Linked DNA regions of Triticum aestivum: region 1 is linked to region 2. Evidence: chromatin contacts called from public Hi-C data. All regions are on one chromosome and are shown on one strand. The core of a region is the stretch at or near the end of the contact, and the rest is flanking DNA. Distances in the headings are between cores, read along the strand shown.

The links. Hi-C and Micro-C count contacts between places; a contact is called where the count stands out from the background.
Region 1: a contact with region 2 is called in a Hi-C map of leaf, with 6 times the contacts expected there. The contact joins the promoter of LOC123156388 here to the promoter of LOC123162019 in region 2. A contact is called at or near these places in 3 of 5 Hi-C or Micro-C datasets (leaf and an unstated tissue).

What each region holds. Positions count from the first base shown.
Region 1 is chr7B:580,016,248-580,021,580 of IWGSC CS RefSeq v2.1, reverse strand. It overlaps LOC123156388 (serrate RNA effector molecule), which reads right to left and starts at 3,139. Exons shown (of 12, transcript XM_044574517.1): 1 at 2,707-3,139; 2 at 2,505-2,572; 3 at 2,171-2,225. The coding sequence starts at 3,068.
Region 2 is chr7B:579,114,942-579,119,645 of IWGSC CS RefSeq v2.1, reverse strand. It overlaps LOC123162019 (GATA transcription factor 20), which reads right to left and starts at 2,143. Exons shown (of 6, transcript XM_044579832.1): 1 at 1,585-2,143; 2 at 1,365-1,478; 3 at 1,121-1,255; 4 at 722-1,006. The coding sequence starts at 2,004. The coding sequence ends at 890.

The DNA.
Region 1 (5,333 bases), core at 1,890-4,389, 900 kb before region 2:
CATAGCATAGAATTCATGTGAAGTCTCCACATTTGTGTCTTATTACATACTCCTACTTACATAAAATTGCTGCTCAGTACAATGTTCAATTCAGATTGGTCAACAAAGTATCTAGAAGAGATATAATTTGTTCTCAAAGACGAAAGAAAACCAAACAAGAATTATGTTACCGACTTGCAAACATATACTCCCTCCGTTCACAAATATAAGATGTTTTGGATATTTCCATATGGACCACATACAGACTGCAATGAGTGAACAAACACACTAAAACATGTCTATATGCATCCAATTCAGAAAAAAAAAGTTGGAACATCTTATATTTGTCAACGGAGTGAGTATTATACAATAGTAACCTGTTCCAACTTCCCATGATCCTGCCAAATACTTCACATATCTGATAAACATATTAAACAAGATCTTTTCTGATAGAACTACCAATATACTCCCTCTGTCCCAAAATTCTTGTCTTGAATTTGTCTAAATACGAATGTATCAAGTCACATTTTAGTATTAGATACATCCGTATCTACAAAAATCTAAGACAAGAATTTTGGGACGGAGGGAGTACAAAAATCTTTAGCAGGCAAAAAAAAAAAATTTAGGACAAATCATGAATCAGACGTAAGGAAAAAGGCAAAGGGGTGAGACATTTTCATATTTCCAAGGGATGCAATCGTTTCATTTGTGTGTAACAAAATTCCAGCTCATGTCTTGAAGTTGTTTTATTTGGGTATAACAAACTTATGTAATTCCATTAGATGGCAATTTAAGAACTACAGGGAGCAAAGTGTGGGACACAGCAACACAATTTAGTTTCTCCTTCTATAGATCTCAACTCCAACAATCAAATCCAAAAAATGACCCACAGGTTTGTTGATGCATCAACATGCAATAGCACAAAAGGAATCAACAGAATATTGAACTGATAAGTTAAAGTTAGACCATGTACACATATAGCACTTATACCAATACATAATAGACTTGGACCATCTAACCTTCTAATGCCCTCAACTATCAAGAATTCTGATTTCCACATCCACATATTCAAATTTCTATGTACTCCATAAGGTATCATGTGTTCTTGAGAAATCATGGATGGTATCATGCAAACAATAAAACAAGTACAATTGCAAAATATGGTGCCAAAACATGACTTTTGTTCTGCACATAAAAAAACTAAATCACTAATTGATGCAGTTTGAATGACACACTATTCACCACGCTAACTGCACCAAATTGCTCTTCCTTGTACAAGACATAATGTATATAATTTATATCCATCAACCTTTAAGAATGACTTTTTGTAGTGGTAAAATGCATGTTCACACCAGGTTGAAAAATATAAGATTTAACTCGACTACTCCAAACAAAATGGGCCATCCATTCATGTCTCTCTTCTGAACAAGTACCAACGAATAAATGAACTTATTGCAGATATGATGAAAATGGCAAAGATGAATATGTTAAAAAAAGGATTAGTGTAAACCGTGTAGCATGAATATCTATGCAAATATGCAAGAAAACTAAAGTAGTGCACAACTACATATATCTCAAGGTTTTTACATGGGATTTTTAATGTAGATTTATGCTCAATATAGGAGCATGCACATCAAAATAGTGGACTATAACATGCAAACAATAAAATAATCAGCAAAGTTGGCCTCATGTTTATTATCTTGAGATAAAAAACTGAGAAATAATTCAAATAAGTCAATGCCCAAACTGCCTGTTGTTAACAGATAAAGAATATTCTCATAAGATTCTCCATTTGACTGCATCCAAAACATACACCAATCCTGCCTTCGAGAGTTTAGCTGCTAGATTACTGGGAGGAGGCCTTTTGTGGTGGTGGTGGTAGTGCTGACTGTAAAAAGAGCACAAGGCTTGCTGGTGGCTAATAAGAGTAATTAGGAATCAAGGATCCAACGTGCATAGAGCCAAGGATCAGTTTGCTTTCGAACATCAAATATGGAGAATTTCTGAGAAGATTCTCTATCTGTTAACTGCGGCTAAGAGCATAGCAGAAGACTTAATTTGCATATTATTTTACAATACTGACAATTCCTACATGTGCCCAGGAGGAAAAATAAGAGTGTCCAGAAACCCAAAAGACTAACCATAATAAGGAAATAAACATGTAGATGTAGGTAATTATATACATATATACCTTTGGGTATTCCCAGGACCATCATTCGGTGCCCCAAATCTAGAATCAGGCCAATCTGGATATCACAATTGAGTTGTCATCAGATTTTCCACTGAATGAACAAGGAGTCTTTTCTAAAGGTAAAAAGAAACGATGAATCATGATAACAAAGTGGTAGATAAATATATGATCAGGTGGTCAAATTTCGAACTGCAACTAAGAGCATCCTAGGATGAAAGCTAATGGTGCAGCCGAGCACTCATAAACTTTTCCCACCGATGGTTTGATGTTGCGTATACTTACTTTTGGAGACTAATTGATAGGATGGAATTCTCAATGAAGGGCAAATCCTCACCTGAAGCACGATGCCTGCCGTGGTACCGGTCATCGTCGTACCCACCTCTGCCTCCGCCACGGTCGTACCTGCAGAAGCAACACCATGAAACCTTACGACCCATCTCGGGAGCTAATCAGGCATCCAGTACGAAAAGCTCGATCAGCGACCGAGCTGAGGACGACGCCCAGAGTCCCACAGCCCCTGGGTGCGTTATCCGTACCGTGGTGGGGGGCTGCCGCGACCTCCTCGGCGGTCGTACCCGTCGTCCCGCCTGGACCGCTTGAAGGGCGGCGACGGGGACCTCCTGGACGGCGGCGAGTGGCGGCGGCGCGGCGGGGGGCTGCGCGAGCCGCGGCGGTCGCGGTCGCGGATGCGCTCGGGGCGCGAGGAGCCGATGGGCGGCGGCGGCGGCAGGGAGGGCCGCGGGGGCGAGCGGCTCCGCTTGCGGGTGGGCGGGGGCCCGCCGGGCGGCGGCGGCGGGGGCGGGGGCAGCGGCACGGGGCGGTCCTCGGGGCTGGGGCTGTCGGGCGGCGGAGGCAGCGGGCGGGGCGGCCCGGAGCTGGGGTCTACGACGTCCGCCATGGGAGGGGCGCTTGGCGGCGGGGCAGCTAGGGTTTGCAAAGCCGAGGAGGAGTGGAGCGGCTGGCGATGGAGCCGAGGGAGGGGGAGGCCGAAATAGGTACTAGGCCGCGGCGCACGAGATAACTAACGGGCAGGGTCGGGTCGGGCTGCAATCGCGAACGGGTTTTACAGTACTCGGGCTCGGATCTTATTTTCTTTTGGTATTGTTATTATTATCCAACGAACGTTCAATTGACAAGGGGTGGCAAGCGAACGTTTTTTTTTCTTGACAAGTTTATATGATGAGACATACTGCCTCTGTATTAGTGTCAGAAAATGTCTTATGTTATATTTTGACATAGAGGGAAGAGCGGGCTTTTTTCTTTCTGGGTGTGCTACGTGTCCGCCTGCTGATCTTTTTAAAAGATCGGTCGGCTCGTGAGCTGTCAAATCTGATGCTCCACCATTGCAATACAGTTCTTGCAGGTTTGTTTTTGCAATAGATGCCTTGTTGCAAAAAAAAATTCTGTCTTCACCTTTTTACAACATAACTGATGTTACGAGAATAACTTTCCAAACATTGGTGATGTTGCACAAAATTTTGAGTGGAATCATGAGGAGTGGAGGACACATGTCCGAGACGCGGACGAAAGCCAAGAAATTAATCAGTCGATTGAGGAGAATCGTTTCCTCTTTTGCAGCAATTTTTTGTCTTCTTTTCTATAAATTGCTATGTGTTTCTGAAGAATATGCCATTATTCTCTCACAACGTAAATTGTCAGGAAAAACGTTTGCAATTGCCACCCTTTTCCAACTGACGTTCCTCATATAAGAGGGGCCTTTCTTTTCATGCTCTTGTGGATGCCCACTAGCGGTAGCCTTGTGCCAGTCAATGGCGAAGCAATGAAATATTCCGGACGTCCGGCGTCTAGTGCACATTGGGCCGGAGTGGCTCCTTCATGTGCTCGCTGACTTGTCCGAAGAGGAACTGATGTATACGCTCATGATGATGCTGGCACGTCGGGAATGAGATTGTCCACGACAAACCACCACCTCTTGTGGAAGCCTCAACTAGGTTCCTAACTAGCTACATCAACTTTCTTCTGGCCATTGAGGTGAATCCCCAAGGTGATCATGTCAAAGGAAAGATGGTGGTTGTGCCCCATCAACTTTCTCTTCTTCCCGTGAGCTACGGCTTTGTGCATCCCCGCTAGAGTCAGAGCTAGCTGCTTGTTTGGAGGGCATCTCCTTTGCTTCCCAGTGACGTGTTGCCAATTGTGATTCAAATGGATTGCCTCGACGTGGTAAAGCTGAAGGAGTAGATGACCAGTTGAAGCATATGATGACGGTTCGAGAGATTGTTGCTCTTCTTTAGGATCGTGGTGAATTCTTAGTCAAGCATGTTAGGAGAGAACAAAACGTTGTTAGTCACTTTTTAGCAAACTTTGATCAAATTAAGAGGCGCACTGCAGTGTGGCTTCGATCACGTCCGAACAAGGTCCCAACACTACGTAGTGCAGACTTGTCTGTTTCTTGATGAACGAATTCACCTTTTCCTCGCCAAAAATAAAAATAAAAAAATAGGGTCCTTTCTTTTTGGATATGGACAGTGGAGACGGTGATCTTTTTTTATTATTATTTCCTGCCGACTCGGCTGTATGTCCAGCACCAGGGGAGATATGTCGTTCTGTATTTATTATTACTAGCAAAAGAGCCCGTGCGTTGTAACGGGAGAGAAAACATAACACACACTTTTAACTCTACAACATCACTCGAGACCACAATAAGTCCATCTCCTTTATTTTTGCGAGGCATCATATTTGTGTTGCCGCTTATCCTCCTTCTCACCCTCGCCGACGATGACCTCGGTGTTCACACAAAACAACAAAAAATGTGTGTTGAATATAGTTAATCCTAAGGCGTCTCTCTCTCCCTCTCTCCTCCCTCTCCCTCTCTCTCTCCCTCCCTCTCTCTCTCTCTCTCTCTCTCTCTCTCGCTTTCTCTCACTCTCGCGATGAGAAATCTGTTGTTTTCCTTGCGACATTTTTCAGAGGTATGCGCATGTAGTTATCGATGTTTTCTTTTCCGTATATGGTTATAGTGGGGTGTTTATTTGCAATCAGGATCGCCACCGGTATGAAAAAAAACGGATCTTGTGCTATAAATTATATGTTTGCTTCCATAAAAATATTTTAAAAATATTTAACAGGTAAAATTAACATCATATTTAGATTCCACACATTTTTCTAATAAAATTTCATATATAATATGTTAAAATCGAAGTTA
Region 2 (4,704 bases), core at 894-3,393:
CGACTAGAGGCAATTTATCAATGTTCATACTCCCTCCATTTCAAAATACATTGCATATTAGTTTATCCTAAGTTAAACGTTGTAAAGTTTGACCAAATTTAAAGAATAAATTATCGACATCCACAATACCAAATCAATATCATCACATCCACCATGACATCTATTTTCATATTGTTGACGTCGATGCTTTTCTATAAACTTGGTCAAACTTTACAAATATGCATTTTGAAATGGAGAGAGTATTGAACAAAGTTTTCTAAGAAAAAGCTATGGTTGTGCAGATGTGGTAACACAATCTGATAATTATGAATTGCTATATATGATACGCTACAAATCATTTGGCTCTGGTAAGAACATAGTATCACAGGATATTGCGATCTATGTCGTGATCATGGAAACCATGACTAAAGAAAGAAGTGCCACACTAGTATTACAACTGACAAAAATCGCAGCATAACTGTGATGTTTGACATGGTACACACTAATCAAGCGACCAGAACAACTAGAGGTAGTTAATCAGTCTTCATACTGAACAGAGTTTTTTAAGAAAAAAGCTACGATGTGCATATGTTCCCAAGAAAATCATGGCAAAATAACATGCATAAGGAATGTAGCATATTCCAATGTATATTGTCAAATTTGGCGACTCCCAACACGACAACTTAAAGTATTTCAGACGTTTTCCCCAGACAACATTTGAGACATAATCAACTATACCAACCTTAGTGCAAGTTCTTCCAAACAGTAGTATAACAGATCTTCTTAACAAAGTCCTGCTTTTTCAGCTTCTCCCTAAATCTCATCAACGGTGCCACCAGTGTAGGAAATTCAACATCTGAAGCAGGGTAAATTCAACCTCTGCCGCATGTGAATCATCCAGCACATAACCTTACCAAACATTGTTTATGGACTGTAAAAATAGTCTGTATGGAATTGATGGTGATGCTCCACCACCAATGCCTGGGTTGAGCTCGTTTCCCTGGAGCAGCGAAAGTAAAGCTTCCACCTGCAACAGCAATCAAAGACACTACCACCTTGCAATATCATTCAAGGCTACTGAATCACGTACAAAAGGCAGAGAAGGCAAAATTATACTAATTGCAAACAGCAAGAGACGGACCTTATCAGGGAGTGCAGGGTGCAACACGTCGATCCAACACATCAAGGGTTCAGTGAGCTGGTCGTGCAAGGCACATGGCACAGCCGTATAGACCGTCAGCTTCATTCCCCCCAGCAGCGAAAGTACAGCTTGCAACTGCGACAGCAATCAAAGAAACCACTACCTTGCAATATCATTCGAGGCTAGTAGTAAATCATGTGCAAAACAGGCAGAGAAGACAATTTGCTGACGTCGAGGGATGGACCTTATCAGGGGATACAGAGTCGAATTCGTAGCTCCAGTTCGGGAACCCCATTATGAGCTCAATCCTAGGGACCATCAGCTCCCTTCCCGCGAGCGACAAAAGCACATCTTGCACCTGCGACATCGATCAAATACACTAGCACCTCGCAACATCGTCCGAGACTACTGAATCGCGTAAAAAAGAGGCAAAGAAGACAGTTTGCAGAGAACAAGGGATGGACCTCATCAGGGGTTACAGAGTCGAAATTGCACTCCTCGCCCCGGAAGGTCATGGTGAGCGTGTTGCGCGAGGTGGGCGGTGCAGTCGTAGAGTCCGCCGGATCCAATCGCCCCTGCAGCGAAAGTGCAGCTTCCACCTGCGACACCTTGTCAGGGGAGGCAGACATGAAGATGTGCACAGCGCCCGGGAAGGACAGGGTGAGCATGTTGCAGCCGCAGCCGGAGTAGACGAGCTCCTCGCCCGAGTCCTCGGTGTCCATCGGGACGACCTCCCCGTCGCTGCCGTGCTCATCCTCCTCCTCCTCCTCCATCTCGTCCTCGTACGCGTCCTCCTCCTCCTCCTCCGCCTCCACGGGTGCGAGGTCGTCGAACACCGCCGCCGGCTGCGGGGGGAACTCGGGGCCCCAGAACGACGGTGCCATGGCGAGGGATCGGACCGGATCGGATCGGGCGACGGGGATGGAGATGGGGGCGGATGGATTGGTGTGGTGGGATTTGGATCTGTTTTCGGTGTGGACTGTGGAGTGGCGGAAATGGAAACGTCAACGGGGCGACTGGTCCGTGGGCCTCAGCCGTCCCCGTCTCTCATACGCGTCGCGTCCCCACCCCGTCACCCCACCGTCCCCGCATGTGCCAAAATGCAGTTGCACTTTTTGGAGGATGGAGCGCGCATGTCTCACGTGCTATTTAGCATTAATTATAATTAATAAAGGCATTTTCAATCGAGGGGAGCAGTCCCATGACATACATGGATGTAGAAAGCCGCCATTCAACGTTGCCTGCATACATCCGGCCAACAATTCAAATTAATTGAATGAAATTCGTTCAAACCAGGCGGATTTCATTGAAGTTCGGACATAATTTACATAAAGAAAGGTTGCACTAGAGGGCCATGGCAGCCTTGTCCGGCGGCTGCCTGCCGCTAGCGGAGGAGCTGCTTAGCATCCTGTTGCGCAGTGCATAGTGCCGCTGCGGTCACTGCCGACACGGCTTTCGGAGCCCTGGCGGCTGCCTTGCCGCGGCCGATGTTGGCGGAGCGGAGCGACCCCTGTTGGAAATATGCCCTAGAGGTAATAATAAAGTGGTTATTATTATATTTTATTAATCATGATAAAAGGTTTATTATTCATGCTATAATTATATTGATTGAAAACTTAAATACATGTGTGAATACATAAGCAAATACTAAGTCCCCAGTAAGCCTCTACTAGATTAGCTCGTTGATTAAAAGATGGTTAAGGTTTCCTCATCATAGACATGGGTTGTCATTAATAGCGGAATCACATCATTAGGAGAATGATATGATGGGCAAGACACATTCGTTAGCATAGCATATGATCGTCTAGTTTTTGCTATTGCTTTCTTAATGTCAAATACATATTCCTTCGACCATGAGATCATGCAACTCCCGGATACTGGAGGAATACCGTGTGTGCTATCAAACGTCAAAAAAACATAACTGGGTGATCATAAAGGTGCTCTACAGGTATCTCCGAGGTGTCTGTTGAGTTGGCATGAATCGATATTGGGATTTGTCAATTCGTATAACGGAGAGATATCTCTTGGCCCTCTCGGTAATACAACATCACAAGAATCTTGCAAACAAAATGACTAAGGAGTTAGTTACAAGATAATGTATTACAGAATGAGTAAAGAGACTTGCCGATAACAAGATTGAACTAGGTATGGAGATACCGACGATCGAATCTCGGGCAAGTAATATACTGACAGACAAAGGGAACTGCGTATGTTGTCATAAAGGTTCGACCGATAAAGATCTTCGTAGAATATATAGGAACCAATTGGGCATCCGGGTCCACTATTGGTTATTGACCGGAGAAGCGTCTCGGTCATGTCTACATCATTCTCGAACTCGTAGGGTCTGCACGCTTAACGTTCGTTGACGATATAGTATTATATGAGTTATGTATGTTGGTGACTGAATGTTGTTCGGAGCCCCGGATGAGATCACGGACATGATGAGGAGCTCCAGAATGGTCCAGAGGTAAAGATTTATATATAGGATGAAGGTATTCGGGTTCCAGAATAGTTTCGAAATGCACTAAATATTTAACGAACCACCGGAAGGGGTTCCGGGAGGCCTCGGGGAGTTATTGGGTCAAACGGGCCAAGGGAGGGGGTTGGCGCGCTTACCTCTTGGCCGCCGGCCCTATAGGAAGGAAAGGGGACGCCCAAGGTAGGGCATCCGCCGCCCCCCTACCAACCCCTCCACCCCTAAAGAAGGAAAGGGTGAGGCGCCTAGGGCAGGAGCCCAGGGCGGCCGCCGGCCCCCTTGGGGCATGCCTAGGCAGCCTCCCCTCCCCCCTCCACCTATATATATGAGAGGAGGGGAGGGGGCAACACACACCACGATTCCAAGCCGTGTGTGGCGCCCCCTCTCCCTCTAGTTCGTCCTACGTCCTAAAATGTTGAGCTTGGCGAAGCCCTGCGGAATAGTTTCACCACCCCCGTCACCACACCGTCGTGCTGCCGGAACTCATTTGCTACTTCGCCTCTATTTCTAGATCGAGAAGGCGAGGACATCATCAAGATGACCATGTGCTAAACGCGGAGGTGACGTGCGTTCGGTGCTTGATTGGTACGGATCCCAGAGGTGTACGACTACATCAACCGCGTTGATAAATGCTTCTGCTTAGCGATCTACAAGGGTATGTTGATGCTTTCCCCCTCTTGTAGCTATGCATCTCCATGGATAGATCTTGCGTGTGCGTAGATTTTTTTCATGCAACATTCCCCAACAGTGGCATCATGAGCCAGGTATATGTGTAGATGATATGCACGAGTAGAACACAAAGGAGTTGTGGGCGGTGATGTTCATATTGCTTACCATCAATGTCTTATTTTGATTCGTTGGCATTGTGGGATGAAGCAACTCGGACCAACCTTACATGTCCATGTACATGAGATCGGTTTCACCGACTAACATGCAACTTGTTTTGCATAAAGGTGGCTGGCGGGTGTCTGTTTCTCCCACTTTAGTTGAATCTGATTTGACTACGGCGGTCCTTGCAGAAGGTTAAATAGCAACTTGATAATCACCATTGTGGTTTTGTGTAGGTAAGAACGGTTGTTGCTAGTTGCACGTAGCAACCACGTAAAAC